Regions from separate parts of the Callithrix jacchus genome. Here region 1 is linked to region 2. A link is a contact called in public Hi-C data. All regions are on one chromosome and are shown on one strand. The core of a region is the stretch at or near the end of the contact, and the rest is flanking DNA. Distances in the headings are between cores, read along the strand shown.

What was found. Hi-C and Micro-C count contacts between places; a contact is called where the count stands out from the background.
Region 1: a Hi-C map of skeletal muscle shows a contact between it and region 2, with 4 times the contacts expected there. The contact joins two enhancer-like sites. A contact is called at or near these places in 2 of 3 Hi-C or Micro-C datasets (both in skeletal muscle).

Annotation. Positions count from the first base shown.
Region 1 is chr7:96,722,815-96,727,239 of calJac240_pri, forward strand. The region is part of intron 15 of FGGY (FGGY carbohydrate kinase domain containing); the gene reads left to right. It overlaps LOC108592611 (a long non-coding RNA gene), which reads right to left. Exons shown (of 6, transcript XR_013520136.1): 2 at 1,121-1,163. Among named protein-coding and RNA genes, the nearest start is that of HOOK1, 130 kb to the right of the region's middle. Within about 2 kb of position 2,222, at least 2 of the 16 cell types and tissues checked have an H3K27ac peak or open chromatin away from gene starts, as enhancers often do. A contact at or near this core is called in skeletal muscle, where this site is marked.
Region 2 is chr7:96,651,635-96,655,593 of calJac240_pri, forward strand. All of the region lies in intron 8 of FGGY (FGGY carbohydrate kinase domain containing), which reads left to right. Among named protein-coding and RNA genes, the nearest start is that of HOOK1, 200 kb to the right of the region's middle. Within about 2 kb of position 2,012, at least 2 of the 16 cell types and tissues checked have an H3K27ac peak or open chromatin away from gene starts, as enhancers often do. A contact at or near this core is called in skeletal muscle, where this site is marked.

The DNA of each region.
Region 1 (4,425 bases), core at 972-3,471, 71 kb after region 2:
ACATTTAATTCTTGCAAGTTAGATTATTCACTTCATCTTTACAGACAAGAAACAGGCTCAAAAGTTTAAGTAACATGCCTGTGGTCTAACAGCTAGCAAGTGACAGAGCCAGCAATCAAATTCAGATCTGACTCCAAAGTCCATGCCCCTCACTGTTTGTAGACTATCCCATGACTGTGCTTAAAATTATCTGACATTAACACCAAGAAATGAAGCAGGGTTGTTGGGGGGATTGCCTTATATGGAGACCTATGACTCTGTTCCTCATACATATGCTAATCATGATTCCTGGGAATAGATACAACCCAGCTCCCCTCAATCAGATAGCACTGTTTATGTATACCATGTTACTCCATGTTACAAAGCCTTGCCCAGCCCAGCTAACCAGGTCAGAGATGAATCCAGTTTGTTTCTAAGGGGTTGTCTGTTGCCATCACTTTTTAAGCCTGGGAAGTCGGGAAGAAGATAGGGAGAAAGAATTCATGAGAAGGATGCGTTTTCTTAGAAATGTTATTAATTGGCTGGGCAAAACAAGAGAAGGAAATAAAATAGCTGCTCCTTACTAAGTAAAGGCATCTTCTTCCCTTATCTCATTAAAAATTAAAAGCACTCTTGGTTTAAGTAGGGTAAATTAGTAATTAAGTGCTATATAATGAACTTGTGTAAACAGAATATTGAAGGGGAAGCCAAATTAATCACTCCACTGGCTTGTTTTTGCCCCCATTAATGCACCTTTTACTCAGGTCCTTCCTGTAATACCAGGATGCATTTTCTGCTCTCCTCCGCTGCTGGAGATTGGGTGGGCTGTGATAGCTGGGCTGACAGATGACAGTAGACTAGATCTGGAAAAGTCATGTGTGGGGGCCTCGATTCAAAGTAGGTGATAAGGATGGCTGTTTTATTTTTTAAGCCAAGGCTTATCAACACAAGCCTACATGTGACAGGAACAGCCTTAGATGGTAGCAGGACATCAAAGAATTAGACATAATGTTGGTACCCAAGGAATTTCCAGTCTACAGGTTGGGGGGAGGTTGGACACAGATGGATACAGATATGAAAAATTCTAAGGTGTAAAGGCAAAGACTATTTGCTTGGACTCAAATCTTGGCTCTACACTTACCTTGGGTGACTTACTTAGTTTCTCTATGCCTCAGAGGCCTCATCTGTAAAAGATAACAGCAGAGATATATTATCTCATAACTCATGTTGTAAGGAGTAAACGTGACTATACCTAAAGCAAAATAGTCTTATTAATGTTGGCTATTTTGGTTTAAATTGCAATTACTCTGCAATGGAATGATGGAGCATTTGAGGAGTGTCTTCCACTGCCTTAAGAGGGCTGGGAAAGTCTTCCAGAGGAGGCAACCTTTGAACTGGGCCTTGAGGATTAGCTGGTGATAGAGCTAGAATTCAGGGTGCTGTGGGACCCCCAGGCCTATGCTTTTCATCTTGGCTGCAAAGTGCCTCCTCTGAAAGCAGAGGAAGGAGCTTGGGCCTCAACTAGGGACAAATCTCTCTCCATTTCAGCTCAACATAGTAAATATTAGTAATTACTGCTGGATCCTCAGTCTTGTAGTATCGTGGCAACTACCTGCCAAGTATGTGGGGCAAGGAGTGGAAAGAGTAAGTGAGCTGAGTCCATCGCAGGCAGGGTAAGAGGAAATCAAATGGAGCAGCAGAAAGTAGCCCTCTAAGTCACCTTGCTGAACCCCATGGTGATGGCATCTCCTCAACTTACTAGCTGTGTGAGCAAACCTGGCTGGGCAAGCTACTTAATTTCTCCAAGCTCAGTTCCATATTCACTGACCCGATTGAGTTTCCACTAGTATTCTGTGAATGAAAGCACATTTAGCACAATCCTGTTCAGCAGAAAAGTACTTTTATTATCCCTGTGTTCGCTTGATCTTCACCACAGTCATAAGGGATAGGTGGTATCATCGTGCCACTCTATTAAGCAAAAAATTGAGGCACCAAGCTATTGAAAAGTTTACGTTTACCTAGATGGTTAGTAGCAGAAAAATGGTTTTGAACTCAAGTGGTCTGGCTCCAGCCCTGCTCTCTGCATATCTCCCACAGCCCCATGCTTTGGAGGGTACCTATAGCTGATTTGTGTGTCACATGCTAGATTTGCATGTCAGGGTAGATACTGCTCAAGTATGTCCAGACCTCTCACTCACTACTGAGGAAGAAGTTCTTTCTGCTTGAGGGAATGATGGGGCAGAACTTATAGCTGTAGTGACCCTTTGACAGGTGGGGCAGGTAGAGCAGGCACAAGTGACTCACGAGGGAGCATTAGCCCGAGGATGCAGTAGGAATGCTGCTACTGCACTGATCTTGGCAGTTTTGCTTAGTGAACAAAACAATTTATTTGTTTATTATTCATACTCTGCTTCCACAAAGGATTTAAGAAAGCTTACAAAAAGGGGCTAAGTAGGCTACTGGAATAAAACTCACAAGTTAGAAACAATGTAAAAAGAGGAAAATACACCAATCCCTTATACTAGGTGGGACATCCTCTAACTCAAATGCCTTAAGGTGCCACCCAGGCCATACAAACATGGGAAGATACCAGCAAAGGACAAGGTGATTCGATTCTGTGTTAGGTAAGAAAAAAGTACTAGAAAAGTGTGAGTACTAATATTTGTATTCAAAGTACTGCCACAGGATGTTGAAATTCAGGTTGTTTTAACTCTGGATTGGTGAGTGTCACACCAAATATCTATGGGACAGATCTGGCATACCTATGGGTCCCTGACCTGGACTAGGCAGTTCTTCTTCTTATTTTTTAATGGGGTCTCGCTCTATTGCCCAGACTGGAGTGCAGTGGCATAATCATGGCTCACTGCAGCCTCAAACACCTGTTCAAGCAATCCTCTAAGGGATTACTTTGAACTTCAGGCAACCAAGGCAAAACTGGGCAATACGTCAAGTCATATGGAGTCAAGGAAGTGTACCTGTTCTTTAAAAGAGACCACGTTTTTCCGTATACCAAATTCTAACATTATTATTTCTTTAAAAATAAACTTAGAAATCCTTCCATGGAATTCTTATAGAAGAAGACAGAAGAACTTGTTATATACAACCTTGCCAGAGCCCAGATCATAACTTGAAACCTGACTTTGTGTCTAGGATAGCCTGGGTTTATAGCTTTTTGGAGATGTCGCTTGACCTAGGGATATAACCAAGAATACCCAGTTTGGTAGATAGATAGCATGTCCTTTCACCTTTTTTCCATGAATATTTCTTCCTTTGGCCAGCTTTGCAAACAAAGCTGTTTTACTGACCTAGGAGTATCTCACAGGACTTCAGTACTAAAGCTTTTTACCGGCCTGGCATCAGAGAAGTGCTAAAATGAAGCACCCATCAATCGAGAAGGGCAACAGATGTTGAAGCATATCAAATATCAGTAAACAGCAAGCCCACAGAGACTGCTGAACTTGGAATCCTCATAGCAAAAATACCCTGTTGCCTTTAAGAGAGAACACTGTGGACTTTTATAAACCACATTAAGTGATGCATTTTTTTTTTCATTTGGACAACTGCTACCCTATGAAATATTTTGCCTGAAAGATGGTCTGCTATGCTCTATTTTTTTTTAATCTCTACTTTTTTTAAGGGCAAACTTAATGCTCACAGAGTGTTCTAGGCTCTCAGCCCTGGAAATATAGGTCTTCAGTAATTGAGAGGAGTTTCATGTTCAGCTTATCTAGTACCCTGTCTTTTACTATTAGCAGTATGATTCATATTATAAGTAATAAATTGGGCTGTATTTCAAATCCTGTCGCTGTGCACCGGATTAGTCCTTTTACCTCTCTAAGCCTACTTACTCATATGTATAAAAATAAGACTATTAAGGGCGCCTACCTTATGCAATTGTTGTGAAAATTAGATGATATGTATAAAGTATTTGGCACAGTTACTGGTACAAATAAACTCTCAATGAGAGGTATACAAAGTTTTAGTAATATTTATGATGATAACTATCATTACTATTAGCTGACTATAAATTACATGCTGTATTAATGCTTTACATACATTACTGAAAGATAGCTGGGCTGGTCCTTTGCCTGTTTGCTCTCGGCAAGTGCCTCTTCCCCTGCTCTGCTGTGTATTACACTTCTAGGTTCTCTTGCACCCGACCTCTGGGCAGGTTTGGCCAAGGGGAGATACTGGTAGGAGAATGACATGCAGGCAGAAGTTAGGTCATTTCTCCACTTCGCTACAGCAGCAGCTGCATCTTCTGTCTGATTCCAGCTCCCAGACTCTCTCAGGTCCCAGTTCTGGCCACTCAGCTTTTCTTTGGTTTCTGTTCTAGGCTGACATTCCCTGCTCCTGGCTCTGGTCCCACCACTGCCTCCTATCATCGCTTGATTCCTAAGAGGGGTAGCAGCTGTCTGCTGTTGGTAACCTGTGTGTGGCTTCAAC
Region 2 (3,959 bases), core at 762-3,261:
TGGGAAGAATTGGTTATGCTCTATTAGAGAGCTAATTCATAATTAGTACTATGCTCACTCCTGGAGGATTTGACAGAAATAGAAGATATGGTTCTGACTCAGCATCCACCTCACTACGTGATGTCAGAGCAACAGAGCTAAGACTGCAGCTGATGAGTACTGTGCAGATGGAGCTCTGGTAGGTGCACAGGCTTAGTCCAGACCTGGCAGGAAAAAGGTTATGAGCGGTTCTGCCTGCCACAGATGTGCTGGCACACGCCCTGCTGTGTGTGTTCCAGGTAACGTATCAGGTGGCTTGGGAATGTAGGCTTTCAGACCCTCTCTCTTCAGTTCTCTTCTGCTGACCTCCTCCCATCCAACCAATGTGGTTTCTTAATCTTCTCATCAATCCACTTTGTTATAGAGAAGACGAAACATTTAAATTCCTTCACCCTCATCATTTCCACTAATATTTGACAACCACTTCTCAGTTCATAATACTTTTGCAACCAAGCAGGTGAGCTATGTGTCTGTGGAGAGTTTTGAATTATTTTTGCCTATTCAGTTCAGTCTTCTCATTTTCTATCAGGCCAAAAATGGAGAAAGTGTTCTGAAGGTCAGTATCCTTCAGATCTAGACATGTATGGATGTATCCTGAATTCCTCTGAGCTAAACCTGAGAAGCAAGAGTGAGTTCTATTGCGGAACACTTCCAAAAGGCAAAGATTGATGCTTATGCACAGAAATTCTGACTTTTATTAAAAGATGCTCAGATAGATGCTCTCCTTGCCTTTATACAATATGTGGTAAACAGGGTAAATCCTCAATTTTATTTATGCCCAGTGACAGATCTTACAAGTAGAAATTAACCCATCTGAGTGATTGTGTTCATTCTTTCTCTGTCTTCTCAAAGCCAGTATAACCTCTGAACTCTACTTCAGAATTCTAGTCAAGTTAGTGTCAAGTCTTTCAAAAAAAATTAAACCCCCACACAAGCTCCAATCCATAAATAAGAAATTCACCCTGGCTTGTATGGAGGTGATGATATTAATACAGGCTACATTTCTCTGGGTCACTGAATGTACCCGGCACTGTACCAAGTCTAGTAATAGACTGTGCCACATTTAATCTTTACAGGTCTGTAAGAGAGGTCTTATTTTTCTCATAATTCAGATGAACACCCCAAAAATCAAAGTCACACAACAGAGACTCTTGGCTGGAGACTGCCCACAGGCATCCTTTTAATAGAACCCTAAAGTCTACAGGAGGGAGCTGTTTTCCTACCGGCCAGTTTAGAACCAAAAGAAAGCGTTGGTTATGCCATATTATGCATAATTAGTACTGTGCCCACTCCTGTAGGATTTGACAGGAATAGAAGATATGGTTCTGACTCAGGATCCACCTCACTACATGATATCAGAGCAACAGAGCTAAGACTGCAACTGATGAGTACTGTGCAGACAGGGCACCCTACCTCCTTGTTACCTCTCTCCCTTGCACCTACTCTGCCCCACCCACTCCTCCTCCCTTGCATGATCCATAGAATAGACCAATATGTGTTTACCCACCACAGATTGTTTGGGTTGTGAAAAAGATGCCTGATATAATTTTCTATCTTTGAAGGCACATAGCTCTCAGAGGTTTCAAAGCTGAAAACCAGTCTGAGCTCACTGGAGCCAGTCAGGCATTTGTATACAGAAGGCTAAGTATGGCTTCTTGTCTGCAGGAAAGAGAAAATTTGGAGGAACTTTTGGAAGCCTTCAAAGTTTTTTTGACTGTTCTCTCTCTCTTGCAAAGCAATCTGGGTGCATTAAGTATAAATGAATGAGAAACATATGGATTAAATTTTATCTGTGATCACATATGAGTTTCAAGAATGATAAAGCATAAGGAATTCAGGGTTTAAGGAATCCAAAATACTTTGCAAGTTCTTCAGGACATCGCAGGCAACATTTGGCTCCTCCTTGTATCCAAATTTGAGGACTATTTGGTAGGGTGACAGACTTGCTCACTGCCCTCCCTGCCCACTCAAACTGCTAAGCCTCGGGAGGTATCTGTAGATAGGTTTTGTGTATATCTTGTTTTGCTGAGACTGATATAAAGAGATTGGGTTTCTAGGAAGGGCAAACTTTATGGGAAGACTCTTAACGTTTTTGAAACCCCCAATTAGAGGAGAGGAAAATTTGGCAAACCTGATTATTAACCATATCTTGCTTACAAATAATATTAGGTGTGTTTTATGTCTTACGATTGCTCATAATGTTAGTGTCATTGTCATGTTAATGATAATGGTAGCCATGTCCTGCATTTGTTTAGTGATTAAATTTACAAACAGGTACACATTACCTGTTAATACACATTACAGATGTATTTATAGGGATATACACTTACAACACACACAGAGTGTGTTGTGAAAAGCTACAAATAGGGAATTACAGAGTTAAGAGACGATGAAGGAAGGAGTACCTAACCCAGCATTGTGGTAGAAGTCAGGATTTATAGAAGGCTTCTCAGAGGAGATAACATTAAGTTTGATCTTATTTGTTTGTTTGTTTTTAAGACAGAGTCTTACCCTGTTGCCCAGGCTGGAGTGCAGTGGCGTGATCTTGGTTCACTGCAACCTCCGCTTCCTGGGTTCAAATGATTCTCCTGCCTCAGCCTCCCAAGGAGCTGGGACTATAGGTGCATGCCACCACACCCAGCTAATTTTTGTAATTTTAATAGAGACAGGATTTCACCATGTTGGCCAGGCTGGTCTCGGAACTCCTGATCTCTAATGATCTGCCTGCCTCGGTCTCTCAAAGTGCTGGGTTATGCATGTTTTTAAAAGAATATATATAAGTGGCCAGGCACAGTGGCTCGTGTTTATAATCCCAGCACTCTGGGAGGCTGAGGCCGGCAGATCGCTTGAGGTTAGGAATTCAAGACCAGACTGGCCAACATTGGTGAAACCCTGTCTCTACTAAAAATATAAAAATTAGGTAGGCATGGTGGCAGGTGCCTGTAATCCAGCTACTTGGGAGGCTGAACATGAGAATTACTTGAACCCTGGAGGGAGGTTGCAGTGAGCCAAGATCATGCCAGTGTACTCCAGCTGGATGATAGAGCGAGATTCAGCCTACAACAACAAAAAAAAGTATGTGGAAGTTAGCCAGGGGAAGGCGATAGGGAGTGCCCACTAATCAGAGAGAGAGAGGAATTTATGAACACTAAGAGATGAGAGAGCAAATGACATACTTGGGAAATTTTGAGTTGTTCACTTAGTCTGGGGCCTAGCTTGTGATGGGCTTGTGCAATAAAAAATGATGGAGGCAGAGGGTTGGTAAATGATAACATAGGGGATTACATAAGACAAATAGGTAAAAGCCAGATCAGACAGTCTCGTATGTCGTGCCAAGATTCTCTAGGACTTTAGTAAGGGAAATGATAGAATTAGGTTTGTATATTAGAAAGATCACTGTGGTGAAGATATGGAAGATTCTCTGAGTGAGGATTAAGAGAGTACAGGATGGAGGACACTGTTTGGGTCAGGGAAACCAGTTTAATCTAGTTTCATCACCGTTGTAATAATCCAAGCAAAAAATGAAGGGTTAGATGAATATCATGACAGTAGGTGGAAACAAGAAGACTTATGTTTGAGAAATATTTGACAGAGGACTATGACCTCTTGTGGGGCAGATGAGAGTCATGAATGATCAGGAAATCATGAATGGTATCCTGAGACAGAGATACGTCCAACATGTCCAAAATGTAATGTGATGTCCTACATCCCAGAGCTAAAGATTGAGACATGTGGATCAGCCATCCAGGTCAAAGGTCCCGTGTGGAGCTCAGGTGCAAGGCTTGAGTGTGGGATAAAAATTCTCATTGCACACACAGGACTGGATGAGCTGACCCTAAGAGATGTAGGGAGTGAAATGAACATGGGGAAGAATCCAGGAGGGAAGAGAAGGAAGATCCTACCAAAGAGACAGCTAAAAA